Regions from separate parts of the Gossypium hirsutum genome. Here all the other regions are linked to region 1. A link is a contact called in public Hi-C data. All regions are on one chromosome and are shown on one strand. Each heading gives the region's core, a stretch centred on a gene start, on an enhancer-like site or on the middle of the called end of the contact. The rest is flanking DNA. Distances are from core to core; before and after follow the strand shown. Region 1 holds the start of LOC107951765 (transcriptional corepressor SEUSS). Region 2 holds the start of LOC107951863 (ubiquitin carboxyl-terminal hydrolase 2). Region 3 holds the start of LOC107951864 (bidirectional sugar transporter SWEET1).

What was found. A called contact is a pair of places that touch in the nucleus more often than the background predicts.
Region 2: a contact with region 1 is called in a Hi-C map of leaf, with 2.3 times the contacts expected there. The contact joins the promoter of LOC107951863 here to the promoter of LOC107951765 in region 1. A contact is called at or near these places in 6 of 34 Hi-C or Micro-C datasets (callus and leaf).
Region 3: a Hi-C map of leaf shows a contact between it and region 1, with 2.6 times the contacts expected there. The contact joins the promoter of LOC107951864 here to the promoter of LOC107951765 in region 1. A contact is called at or near these places in 2 of 34 Hi-C or Micro-C datasets (both in leaf).

The regions. Positions count from the first base shown.
Region 1 is chrA02:91,668,768-91,672,957 of Gossypium_hirsutum_v2.1, forward strand. It overlaps LOC107951765 (transcriptional corepressor SEUSS), which reads right to left and starts at 2,900. Exons shown (of 10, transcript XM_016886904.2): 1 at 2,380-2,900; 2 at 595-1,954; 3 at 388-507; 4 at 170-218. The coding sequence starts at 1,659.
Region 2 is chrA02:91,116,111-91,120,481 of Gossypium_hirsutum_v2.1, forward strand. LOC107951863 (ubiquitin carboxyl-terminal hydrolase 2) reads right to left here and starts at 1,718. Exons shown (of 6, transcript XM_016887024.2): 1 at 1,360-1,718; 2 at 1,234-1,280. The coding sequence starts at 1,264.
Region 3 is chrA02:92,257,279-92,261,896 of Gossypium_hirsutum_v2.1, forward strand. It overlaps LOC107951864 (bidirectional sugar transporter SWEET1), which reads right to left and starts at 1,670. Exons shown (of 6, transcript XM_016887025.2): 1 at 1,361-1,670; 2 at 1,221-1,257; 3 at 592-687; 4 at 1-9. The coding sequence starts at 1,394.

The DNA.
Region 1 (4,190 bases), core at 1,650-4,149:
GAAACCGCTATACATGCACATTTAGGCTAAAATAAGAAAACAAGCTAGTACATTGACACCTCAAAAAGGATAACTAATATATATTGAAGGTGCCAATTTAAGATGGCAATAGCTGACTGTAACCCAAAAGGAGGAACAACAGTCAAACAATTAAAAATAAAAGACTCACCAAAACCACGTCCTGGTTTGCGATTACATATTTCACAATGCCATACATCCTGGAAAATTTTTAAACAATACAATTATCAATTGCATGGGGAGGGAACACAACAAATAAATTAAGACAAAGAAGAGAAGTTCTAAAGATAATTGACCTTGGTCAATCACAAAATATGCTAACTGAGGATCACAGTTGGAAATTCCTGCAAGTTTTTCTTAGAAACAGACCTGAGGGAAAACACCAGTTGTTTGGCGGCCACTTCCATACATAGAAACACACCACTTCTTCTTCGCATTTGGAGCAAAGTACTCGGCAACAAATTTTCTCCAAAATTCAATATTGTTGTCCTACATGAAAAACAGGCATGTTACCTACCCAAAGCAACCAAATACATGTGAAAAAATAAACAGATCTTCAAACCAGAGATATCTTACTTCAGGTCTATGTTGTTGTTGATACATGTAATGTGTCAGACGCCTGGCACACATCCCAGGCTCATACACTGGTTTCACAGGTGATCTCAAAGGCAAATTCTGCTGTTGAAACTGCTGTGGCAATTGAGACCTTTGTTGAGGCATTGCTTTTAAAAGTTGCTGTTGGTGTTGTTGTAGCTGCAACAGCCTTTGCTGATGCAAAAGATTAATTTGGGCTGGTGAGGGCTGCCTCGACATGTGGAGTAACTGCTGTTGCTGTTGTTGTTGTTGCTGCGGCTCCTGTTGTTGTTGGTGCAAAAACAAGGACTGATCTGAATGTGAGGGTTCCATTTTTACCTGTGCCAAAGTTCTCATGGGTGGTATTTGTTGTGGTTCCAATTTCACAGGAGCAAGCTTCCTTAGTGATTGCAACTGTTGTTGCTGTTGATGTTGCTGCTGGCCAAGCTGATCATTAGTCACTTGTGGCTCCAATTTGACCGCCCCACCAACACCAGCCAACCCTCCTCTAATAGACTGAAACTGCTGCTGCTGTTGTCCTTGCTGGGTGTTTTGAGGAGCAGAGAACTGTTGCAATGCTTGTTGACCATGTTGGAAATGTGGTGATTCGAGGTGTAGGGAGTGCTGCTGGTCCGGTAACATATGGTTACCAGAAATGTTTGGAAATTGCTGACCTTGAACTTGACCGGATGAACCAGGGTTTGCCATGTTTGATGGAACAAACGATGATGAGGGAGCATTAAACCCCATCCCATTACCTACATTTGAAAGTGGATCAGATTCAGCCCCTGAGTCAATTCCTCCACGCTGGCTACTCCCCGGACCAGAAAGCTGAGGGTTTGGAACCCCATTCCCGAAGGACTGACTAAGAAGGGAAGACACATTTGGCACATTGCCAAGCATATTCATATTACCAAACTGAGTGCGAGGCGACACTAATGAAGGGTAGCCAGTTTGAGAAGGAAGGCTACCCCCTTGGGCTCCTAGCATCCCAGAACTCGACCGCAAAAGAGAAGGCGTAACAGAGTGCACACCACCTATAGGAGTAGAAGACCCCGATGGTACCATACTTAACTTATCTAATACTCACTCATAAAACTGCAGCCACTACCTAAAACAACATGAATATTAAGTAAACTACAATGACAAAGAAAAGCACAAATATTCAGTTGTATAGCTCAAGGCAATCAGCAGTTTATCCCCAACTTGGCTGCTTGCTTTTAGCTTCATGCTCTTCATTGTACCCAAATAAGAAAGAGTAAGTTCTGTTCCTGAACATATAGCTCTGAAAACCGAAGCCAAGCAAGGAGTTTAGATTTTCAATCTCTTCAAAGCAGCAATGGAATGGCTTTCGCATGAATCCCTATACAAAAAAAAAACAGAATTTTCAGATCCACTACAACATATATCCTAGCGAATATTTTTAAAAACATAAAAAGAAGTAAAACTTTCACCAAAGAACTCATCAATTAAACTCCAATCAAATCTAAAAAGCAAACCCAAATCTCAAGAACTCAGAAATGGTCATTAAATCCAACAAAAATTTAGTTAAAATTAAAGAAAACCCAGAAAAACCCCCAAATACATACCGTACAGAAAAACTCAAAATTGCAATTTTACTACACTAAACAAAACAATTCTAACCAAATAAAACCATCTCGATCGCACCTGAACACCAAAAATCGTTGATCCTAAACATTGAACGAGCAAACCAGAAAATGGGTATTCAAGCTAAACAAGAAAATAAAAAAAGGGTTAAGACTAGAAAAGACTTCATAGAAGACTCACCAGAGTTTTAAGAAAATCCCAACAGGTACAGAGTCAAAGGAGAAACAAAAGAAAAAGAGAGTTACTCAAATCTACAAAGCTTTGATTTCAATCAAAACAAGAACCCAAAAAACCCCAAATTTCTTAACTCTCTTTCTCTTCGATTCTTCTAGTTTTTTGCTTCGATAAACCGGACCAATAAAATATCTTTATACCCCTCACTACACAAAAAAGAAGGGAAAAGAAAAACTTTCTTTCCTCTCCTCTTCAATCAAATATTCTTCTTATTCTCTTCTCAGCTTCTGTTTTTTTTATATATTTCACTTAATAATTTATATTTCTTGTTTCAGTACGTGCCCTGTTCTTCCTCGCTGTATCTAGAGAGAGAACTCGAAGGAAAAAAAAAAGAAAGAGAAAAGATTTTAGAGAGAGAAAGAATAAGAGATTTTGCTTTGCCCTTGCGGACGTCAAATTTGTATTCAATTTGATTGAATTCTTTTTTATTTTTGGTGAAATCAAGTCAAATGTAACTCTTTCCCTTCGCTTGTTTTTGCGGGTTCCTTTTTCTTTTTGTTTCCATGGTACGGTGATGGTAGCATATGCATGCATACATGATTACATACATCCATCATGAGGATGATGGAATGTTATTAAAGTGACACATTGATTTTGAGTTCTATTTTGTGTGTTTTAATAATAAGGTTTAATTCACACTTTAACTTTTAAATTTTCTTTTTAGTATTTATATTTTTTTATTTCAATTAGATATCTAATATATGCTAACGTTATAGATTTTAATCCACATTCATTAGATGGATGTTTAAAAAAATTGCACTAATCAAATGATGTCAAGTTTATGGCTATTTTTTTCAAAAAAAAAAAATTTCTTAAAACCCATTTCACCTTCAATTTCTTCATATTGGTTTATGTCAAATACTTTAATTTTGATTTGAATCAATTTCATATAAATAGAAGGGCAACTGATTTTAACTCTAATTCGACTAAGTAAATCAAATATGTAATCACTTCTTCAAATTCACCCTTTCAAGTTTTTCTAATATTTTTAGTCTTCATTTTCTACCACTACACCCACCAAATGCTTCTTTAGTAGCTTCTATTCTCAACCAACATAACTTCATTAATGGTGGTGTTAAAACATTGAAGCCTTAGCATTTTTATAAAAACTTTCAAATGAAAAGTAATGCTGAAAACAGACTAGTCACGAAAGATGTCAAATTGCCAATAATATAAAATTCAAAAAACAAACCAATCATAGTAAATAAGTGCTCAAATTGCAATTTGAAGGTACAAATCACCCTCTCTTCTATACTATTAATTATACCCAACTCCTTAAAAACAAAAAAAAAATATTAGGAAAAAGGAAAAAAAATAGTTAACTCATTTGATCTTTTCCCGAGGACTGCAAAATATACCCCACTAAAAATCCAACCTAAGAACAATGTTACAGCAAAGAAGAAAGAAAAGAACCTATCATGCATATTTATGAATAGATACAAAATAGAATAGGTGAACGATTTTCGGGTTTTGGAATCAAAATTGAACTATAAAAGAAGAAATGAAGATTGATTTCAATTTTAGTAATATAGATTACTAGGTTTTATCATGAGATTATTGAACAATTTGTAAGTGTACACAATTGTCAACAAGTAATAAAGTAGTAAGTATAGAGTTATCGTCTCCATAGAGATTATATAAGTAAAGCAAAAATTGTGAAACTATCAATTAACAACTTGGTGATTGAAATAATTAAAAGTGAATTGAGTTAACTAATTAACTTAATTAAGATTACTAAGTATGCAAGACAAATGAGA
Region 2 (4,371 bases), core at 468-2,967, 550 kb before region 1:
ACAAGGTGGCTGACACAAACTTCCATGACAAAGGAGGAGGCAGATTACAAATGTGATTAAACGATAAATAAATAAATTACAGCGAGAAGTTTAAAGCAGAGAAAGAGTGGATGTTGGTCTGTTTTTGAAAACTAAAACAGAGCAACTTCTCTGTTTTTTAACAAATAAATATGCTTTATAAGAGGAAGAAAAGAATTACAAGAAGGGAAAAAAAGGGAGATATTTGATTGTATGCTTTAACCTAATCAAATCGGTGACTGAGTTTATAATAATGAAAAAGAAAAAGAGCAAATGTGGCATTTTAACTCAAAAAAAAAAAAAGGGAAATTGAAAAATTAACTGAAGCTAGCCTTTCGAACTCCTTGGACTGGAACAGAAGACACAACAAAGTACAAAAGGCACTTGCCTGTTTGAAGTCGCCTCATCTAGAAGGCTCTGAAGCATTTTTTTTTCTTTTCTTTTCACCACACCTAGGCGCCTAGGCACACAACTTGACATCACAGGGTTATACGACCAATGAAGGGGCAAAAAATTTCCTCAGGATTAAAGATAAACCTTAGGAAAATGTAAGTTCTACCTCTAATTATTGGCAACAATTAAGGCTTCAATCTATCTTATTATAGAATCTTTAAAAAGCGGAGATTGTTTCTAGCACTATCATGAACAAAACATCAATGTTCTTTTTATTATTATTTTAAATTCCACCAGGTATAACATGCATATACTATGCTGTATTTTCAAGATCATAAGCCTCTAAGGAATTGCACACAGTGATTCAATAATCTAACATGTGAGAAATAACCAGATAACAATCAAGCTTATGATTGTTCTCTGCAAGCGTGAGGCGTCGGGATCGTTAACAAAATATTTACCCAAACCACCCTCCAATGGCACTATAAAAAAAACACATTCACACAAAGAGATTGAATTACAATGAAATCCGCAACATCCTTATGTTTTGATAAAAATTTAAATGAATATCTCAACTATATTAATTCATCCCCACCCCCACCCCCAATTCAGAGAATATGAAACTGTAACCAGAGACAAAATAAGAAAAAATTGAAGAAAACTTTCCTCTAAGATAAGTACACAATTTTCTTAAGAAGAAAAGAAACTCATCAACAAATTAAATGAATAAGAAAGTTGTTCAGCTTATAATTTAAGAGTAATTCCAAACAAATACACAAACTTAATGTTCGAAAATATGAGAGAGAGAGAGAGAGGCAAAACCTGGATCCGATTCAATTGTGCACCAAGACATGATTAGAATTTAGCAGCTGCCACAAACAAAAAGGTAATTTTTTAAAAAAAGGCGAAACAGCCTAACATAATATATAAGAAATACCCAAAACTCACCAAGTCTGTCAGAAAAGAAAGAGAGGTTCGTTCCTGGCTGAGGTCTTTCTTCTTCCTCAACCCTAATGGCTAAAAGGCTTCGTAGGGCTACTTCAGCTGTGAGCTTTTAAGCACTGCGCTTTCTAATCTATCAAATGAATCTCAACCGTTGGTTCCAACTTCAAGTACTAGGCACTCCGTCCATCTCAAACTTAAAGGAAGAGTGCTCATGGGTCGGGTTTTCTGTCCGAACCTGCTTTTTTTTTTTCAGTTTTATTCTCTTTAAAAAGAGAAAAAGGCTTAACCGAATAAGAATCCCTCGAATTATATCGCCTTCGTTAGTTAGGTATTTAATTTTTGTTTTATCAAATCAAATACTTAAATTATAATTTTGTAACTATTATAATCCCTACTCTTATTTCTATTAAAAGAACCCTTTAATCATTTTAATAACATAAAAATTTTAAATTTAATATTAAATTAAATAATTATTCAATATCATACTTCTCTTCTCCAGTCTCTTTTTCTCTCTCCCCGTCTATCTTGATCTTATTTTATCTCTCATATTACTTTCTCTCCCTTTTATTCACAACAGCTAAAAAAAAAAGTTTTATTAGGTATCTAGTTTGACCAAAAAAAATTTAGATAGTTAACTAAAAGAGAGTATAATTTGAGAGTTGTTTATTCAATTAAATTTAAAAATGGGTTCAGTTTAGATTAATTTAAAAGGTTAAATTTTATTTTATTTTGTTAAAATTTGTTATTAGTCCTTATAATTTATGAAAGTTGTGGATTTAATTTATTACTTTAATTTGGTTATTTTTAGTTTCTATATTTTTTATTCACATTTTAAAATTTCAATCCTACTAGAAAGAATAATTTTGCCTTCTGGCACGTCTTTATCTGCCGACTGGTACGTTTTTTTTCCTTTCAATTGTGTTTTTCTTTATGCTTCTTTACTCTTCGTATTTGTTATTCTGTTTCGTGGAAAGTAGCTTATCTTTGCTGCGGGAAAGTGATGGAATGAGGATTAGCGAATCTGAGTTTAGAGGATGGAGAAGAAGAAGCTTTTTCTATTCTAGATGATGTTGAATCACAGAGCTCAGCATGTAGTTTTTGCTTGATGGGATGCTTTCTAACTGTTAGTGTAGTCAATTTCCCAGACATGAGAAATACGATGACAAATATTTGGCACCCTTTGAAGGGTGTGCAAATATCGGATTTGGGTGAAAAACGTTTTCTATTCAAATTTTTTAACGAATTGGATATTAATCGAGTAATTACAGGCGCTTTCTGGACTTTCAATAATCACCTGTTGATTATCCATAGGATTTAGGAGAATGAAGATCTGATGTCTATTCCATTGGTGTACTCAGACTGGTGGGTTCAGATTCATGATTTGCCACCGGGGCTTTTCAGAGATTCCATGGCGGTGTAATTTGGAAATTTCATTGGCAAATATCTGGAATATGATATGAAGCAGTTATCCAACGGCTACGAAAATTATCTACGCATTCGAGTCTAGATCGATGCCCAAAAGCCTCTGAAAAGAAGAAAGAAAATTATGATCTCTGGCTCAAATTTTACTTATACAAAGTTCAAATATGAAAAATTAACTTTGTTTTATTTCTTATGTGGCTGCCTAGGCCATGGAGACAATTTCAGCCCAATGAGATTAAAATATGGGATGCAGGAAATGGAAATGGGTTGGGACTTGTCGTTACGGGCTCAGCCACGGAAGACTACTACAGTAAACAACATATGGCTAAGGGGGGAGGGAGAGGATAATTTTTTTGGAAAGACATGTTTGGGTAGCAACTTGGCCAAAATTCAAGGCAAAACCAGAGGAGAAAATTGTGGGCTAATGTTAATACAATTCTTGGAATCAATTTGGAAGGCACCAAATTTACAAATGATTTGATTGGTCAACAAAAGGGGCGAAAATCACGCCACAATGTTGGGAAAGATTTGGTGGTAAGCAAAAGTCAACTTATAGGGTTTAATTCGAATGGTGATGAATTAAGGAAAGATCCGGTTGTAGTAGGCCTTTCTAATATGCTGGATTTGATGATTATAGATTGTGACTTAGAAGATGATCCAATTTTCAATGAGGAAGGGAAAAAGAGACAAAGGTTTGATTCTTTGATCTCTAACGTTTCTACTGTCCAGGATTCGTTAGAGATTATTGATGGGCATTCAGCTCATTCTCAACAAATATCGGCAACTGCCAGTGGGTATGCCGGCCGAAAGAAATGAATATATTTTGCTGGAATGTTCGTGGATTGGGGAGTCCGTGAGCAGTTAGAAGACTTCAGCATATGCTGAAAATTTATCATCCCCCAATTGTCTTCTTTATGGAGACAAAACTAAATGCAAACATAATAGAGAACGTTAGGAGACGGTGTGGTTTTTTTAACGATGTTAACATTCCTGCTAATGGGTTTAAGCATAGGATAGAATGATGGACATTTAGTTACTCTTAGAAGCCTCTTAAAAAATCATATCGATGTTAAAATTCAAGAAGCGAAGGAAAGTCCACGATAGAGGTTTACGGGTTTTATGGGGCACCAGATAGAAGGGATAAATTAGTGATGTGGGACTTACTTCGATGTTTGGGGAGAAATGATAGGCTACCATGGCTAGTTGGTGGTGACTTCAATTATATTCTCTTTACATATGAAAACCAATGAAGGTTGTTAAGGGAGGAGGCTAGAATGGAGGTATTTTGTAGAACTTTAAAAGAATGTCAATTGGGAGACATTGGATTTTTTGGGACATGGTTTACCTGGGAGAGGGGACGCATAGTGGAAAGAAATATTAAAGAAAGAATCGACAAAAAGGTTGCTACTGATGCATGGTTACAACTTTTCCCAACTTATTCATTAAGCCATCTACCTCATTCTTTCTAAGATCATTGTCCTTTGCTTATTGAGACGGAGGCTGAAGGAATGGGTAAAAGACCTGAAAGGCTTCACTTTGAAGCTTGATGGGTTTTAGAGGAGTCATGTAAGGAAAAGATAAGAAAATTGTGGG
Region 3 (4,618 bases), core at 420-2,919, 590 kb after region 1:
AGCCCATACCTAAGGAATTGCCAAAAATAAATTACAGAATATGTTAAAAATCAAGGTTTTGCTATAAAAGCTACTAAGAAAAGAAAACTTCTCTTGGTAATGAGATAAAAATTAAAAAAACAAGTTGAACAAGGTTTGGTTGTCCATGCATTTGTTGTTTTAGACATTGTTTTTGTCTCCTTGAGAATTACAAGTGCGAAACAATTTGACATGATCTAGAAATAGGAGGATCAAAGAAATATTTAAAAAGGGAAACCCCAAAGGTTAATATCCGATAAATTCTTGAAAAGTTAAACATTTGATAAAATCAGGGCAGAGTATAATATGAATAAGCTAAAGAAATTTTGGACCATTATGTCTGGAACCGGACCATCCCATTGAGCTCATGTCAAGCCGCGAAAAGTAAAGACAAACAATTTTTTAAGAGACTGAATGGATTTTAAAAACAAACATTTTAATTTGTGCCAACATATATATATATATATTTTATATAATTGAACTTAAAATCAGTGTATATCTTGAGCAGTTAATTAAAAGGGTAAAAAGGTAATTAGGGTAGTTGAAACTTGTAAATGAAAGAGAAAGGCTCACCAAGCAGAGAGGAGACAGTTGAGCAAGGTCATGACATAGGGTATTCCCGAGAATTGCTCTGTAGACTTACTTCTAATGATCCTCGTAAATGTTATCCTTCAAAATGTTAAAACATAACACAAATTTTCATAATTAATCTTTGAATGGTAGCTGACAATCTTTTTTTTTTCTTTCATAGTTTTTGTTCCTAATTACCCTTTTTGGACAAAAATATTAATAAAGAGGTGAAACCAATACATCATTCCCAAAATGTATAGAGAAGGAAAAAAAAATTGTAGCCATTTTTGCTGAAAAGGAAAAGAGAAGAAATTTAAGAGAATTACATTAAGAAAAACCAAAGCTTTCTTTCTTTCTTTGGGAAAGAAACAAGAAGATTTTTAGTGTTTCAACCGTATTTATGAAAACCAAAAACTGGGAAATTTTTGTCTTTGTTTATTACATAAGATACAGAGAGAGAAAAAAAGAAAGGAAAACTTGTTCTTTCATTGATGAAGAAGAGCTTGTTTGAATGGAGTTTTTATATTTAAAGTTGCAAGAATAAAAAACACAGAAAAGATTAATCTTTTTCCTTATGCTTTGTTCTTTTTCGTTTTCAGAGAAGGTGAGAGCAGTGGCTTTATTTTACATACGTTGGAGCCAAGAAGAGGAACAAAGCAGTGGCATTCCCTATAGAAAAAGAAAAAACATTAACATAAACCAGAGAATACATTTTCATAAGAAAGTTTGATGGAAGGAAGTTTTTTAAAAAGAAAAAAGAAAGAAAACCCACCAAAAACACCAAAAATGAAATGCAAAACTTCCATTGTGTTATCAAACTGGATCCTAAACCAAATGAAGTCTGGGGTGGGTTGGGGGGGGCGGGGAACAAATGAAGTAGTAGAGGTGTATTTTACAAATGACAAGGAGAAGAGCGGAGCAAACAAGAAGCAAGGGTGTTTATATAGAAAAAGAAAAAAATAGGAAGGGATTAAAAAGAAATGTGTTGAAAAATGAGTGCAAAACAGTGAAATATGTGTTTTGTTCTTATCCACTGGATCTTGAGTAAGGAGAAGCGTCCATTTCTTGCTTCCTTCTTATACTTGTGAATTTGAGGTAAAAACTGATATACAAAACTTGGGGGGTTGTTTTGAAAGTGATATTGGACGGATTATCTCAAGGCGTAGAACGTTAAATATTTAATCCCCCAATCCCATTGCCCTTTCTGGATTTTGGTGTTTTTTTATATATACATTAATTCATTTCCTAAATATTGGGATTGCTTTGTTTTTTAACTAACATTCCTTCATTTTCTTCTTAGGGTTGGTTAAATTGTTTTTTTTTTTCAAAATAAATCACGCATTTCGAACATTTTCTTTGCAAGTAAGAGTAAGCTCAAGTGTTCAATTTATGTGTTACCAGAGGGAAATCATCTCACGAGGATCGGTATAAATTTTACGAAGAAAATGAAATGGTATTTGGAGGCGGTATTTAATAGGCCTCCGCAGTAAAATTCAGGATCCACATTTTATTTTTTTCATCAACTCCAATCCCTTATATATTTATATCTTAATTCAATTTTATAAATTCAACTTCAAGTTAACAGATGCTTGTTAGTTGTGATAAATAATTCGATATATTTTAAATGAAGTTTTATAGACAGCGAAAATAATACTATTCAATCTAGTTTAATTCTAGATTTAGTTGGATGTCTAACTAGTAAATATGAAAATGCCTAAAAAATTTTAGTTTCACAAAAAATAAAGAAATTTATTATGCAAGAGAATTATAAGTTGAGTACTATTTGTAAAATTGAAATTTAGTTATTATATTTTTATTTTTATAAATTTTGTTTTTTATCTTTTATCTTTTAAATTTTAAATTTTAAATTTTAACTGTTGACACTGTTAAAATTATTTTATTAATTTTAAGTTCATTACAATATATATATCTGTTACATATGACTATTATGCAAGTAATCTTTTAATTTCAAAATACTACTCAAACATATTTTAATATATTTAATTTAATAATATTAACTATTAGATTTAAATTTTAAAGCATAAAAATAAAGAATTAATTTTTTAAAATAAAAAAATAGAAATTAAATTTCAAAACTATAAAAAAACACAAAAATCTATGACATAATTTAATTAAAAAGACAAATATAAAAGAGAGGAAAGACGAGACAGAAGTTGCGTGAAAACAACCATGGCTGAAAGCAAGACACAGGGGATTAATTAGTGGTGTTAAGAAATTAAGTAATCTCCTTAGCATCAAATGCAACAGTGAGTCATTAGTGGATCGGGTGCAAGCAACAGTCAGTCATGACATCTACTTAGGAGTTAAGGACCCACTTTCGCATGCATCATTAATGTTAGATGAAATGGATAACAATATTTTATCACATCCAATCTAAATTTGGAGCTACATGCATTTCACCCATCAGCCTTTCTCTCTATATTAAGGAAGAAGCTCTTAGGGTTTGCTTCTAACAGTGAAAAGAAAATTGAAAGAGTTTATTGCTATAGTCATTTTTAAATTATGCCTTCGTTATGAATTATTTTTCATTTTAATTAAATATTAAATTATTAAGATTACATGAATCAATTTTTTTATTAAAATCGTTAAATGACAAGTCAAATTTTATATAGCTAAATTTAAAATATTTTTTTTAAAAAAATAACATTGAAACATAACTTTTTAAAGTAAAAATTAAAAAAGAGAGAGTGAATGATAAAGCATATGTAAAAGCTTTTAAAATATCAAAACAAGATTTTGGCATCTATTTTAATAATATTCACTTTTCTTTAACATTTTCATTTTTATATCATATAGTTAATGTATCATTTAACAATTAAATTAATAATTTTAGCAACGGAACTACTTAATTGGTATAATATTGATAGTTTGAGAATGTAATTAAAATGTTATGAAATTTAAAAACTAGTTTAGAATAAAGTTCATAGTTTAAAAATGCCTGATGTAATTAATTCAATTAAAAAATAAGCAACATAATGAGAAAAATAGATTGATAAATTCATTGGTGTGTTAAAATGTAAAGAAAATTATTTTATTTCCTTTTATTTTCAGTTAGAATTGAAAAATAAAAATGAAATTTAAAAATGAAAATGTTAAAAATGCATAATCTTATAAATTGCATATTTAACTTCCATCATTTTCTTCCCTCAATTTCATTTCATTTTGCAATGATTTATTTTTGCGTTTTTAGGATTAAAAATGGTTACTCAATTTATGTCAGGACTGGTCAATTCATCTTTTATTTTGATTTTTTTAATCACACCGAATTATTTCGAACTCCCAATTTAAAAGTTCTCTTTTCAAGTATTCATTAGTCTCTCAAGATTTTATTATCGGAAGATGTGCGTCTCTAAATTTGAATTCTATAACCTTCTACCCTTGTAGATAACAACTCTAGCTACGCAAATAACTTGAAAATAACGGATTAATTTAAAAGTCCACAATTGCGCACTTGTAAATTAATTAGTTACTGTTGTGCCACTCAAAGAAGACAACTTATAATAATTTATTTGATTCTTTAATTTAATTTAATTTAATTAGTTATATGTACTGTTTTTTAAAATTATTTTTAGGTAATTTTTTTCTTTAAATTAGAGAAATATGTCGTTTTTAGAGAGTGTTGGACACATTTTTTCAACGGTCATTTTTCCAATGATTTTTCAAACGTTGGTAATAGTAAATTTTTTTAAAAGACCAACGGTAACTTTTTTTTTCTTATAAATATGAGGTCACTTCTCATTCTTCCCACTCAAATTCAACTATCTCTATTCTCTTTTAAATTCTCTCAATTTTATCAAGTTTTCTTCAAGATTTTCCTATACACTTGTTTAAAAATACATTAGTTTAATTTAACTATTTCGTATATTCATTTCGGTTAAAGTTTTAGGAATGACAAGCTCTCTTATTCGTTTTGACGACAAACACATTTTCGTCGGTCAAGCGATAATGGTAAGGAGAAATTTTTAATTTTGTTATTTTCAATTAAGTTAAATTTAAATTTTTTTAATTT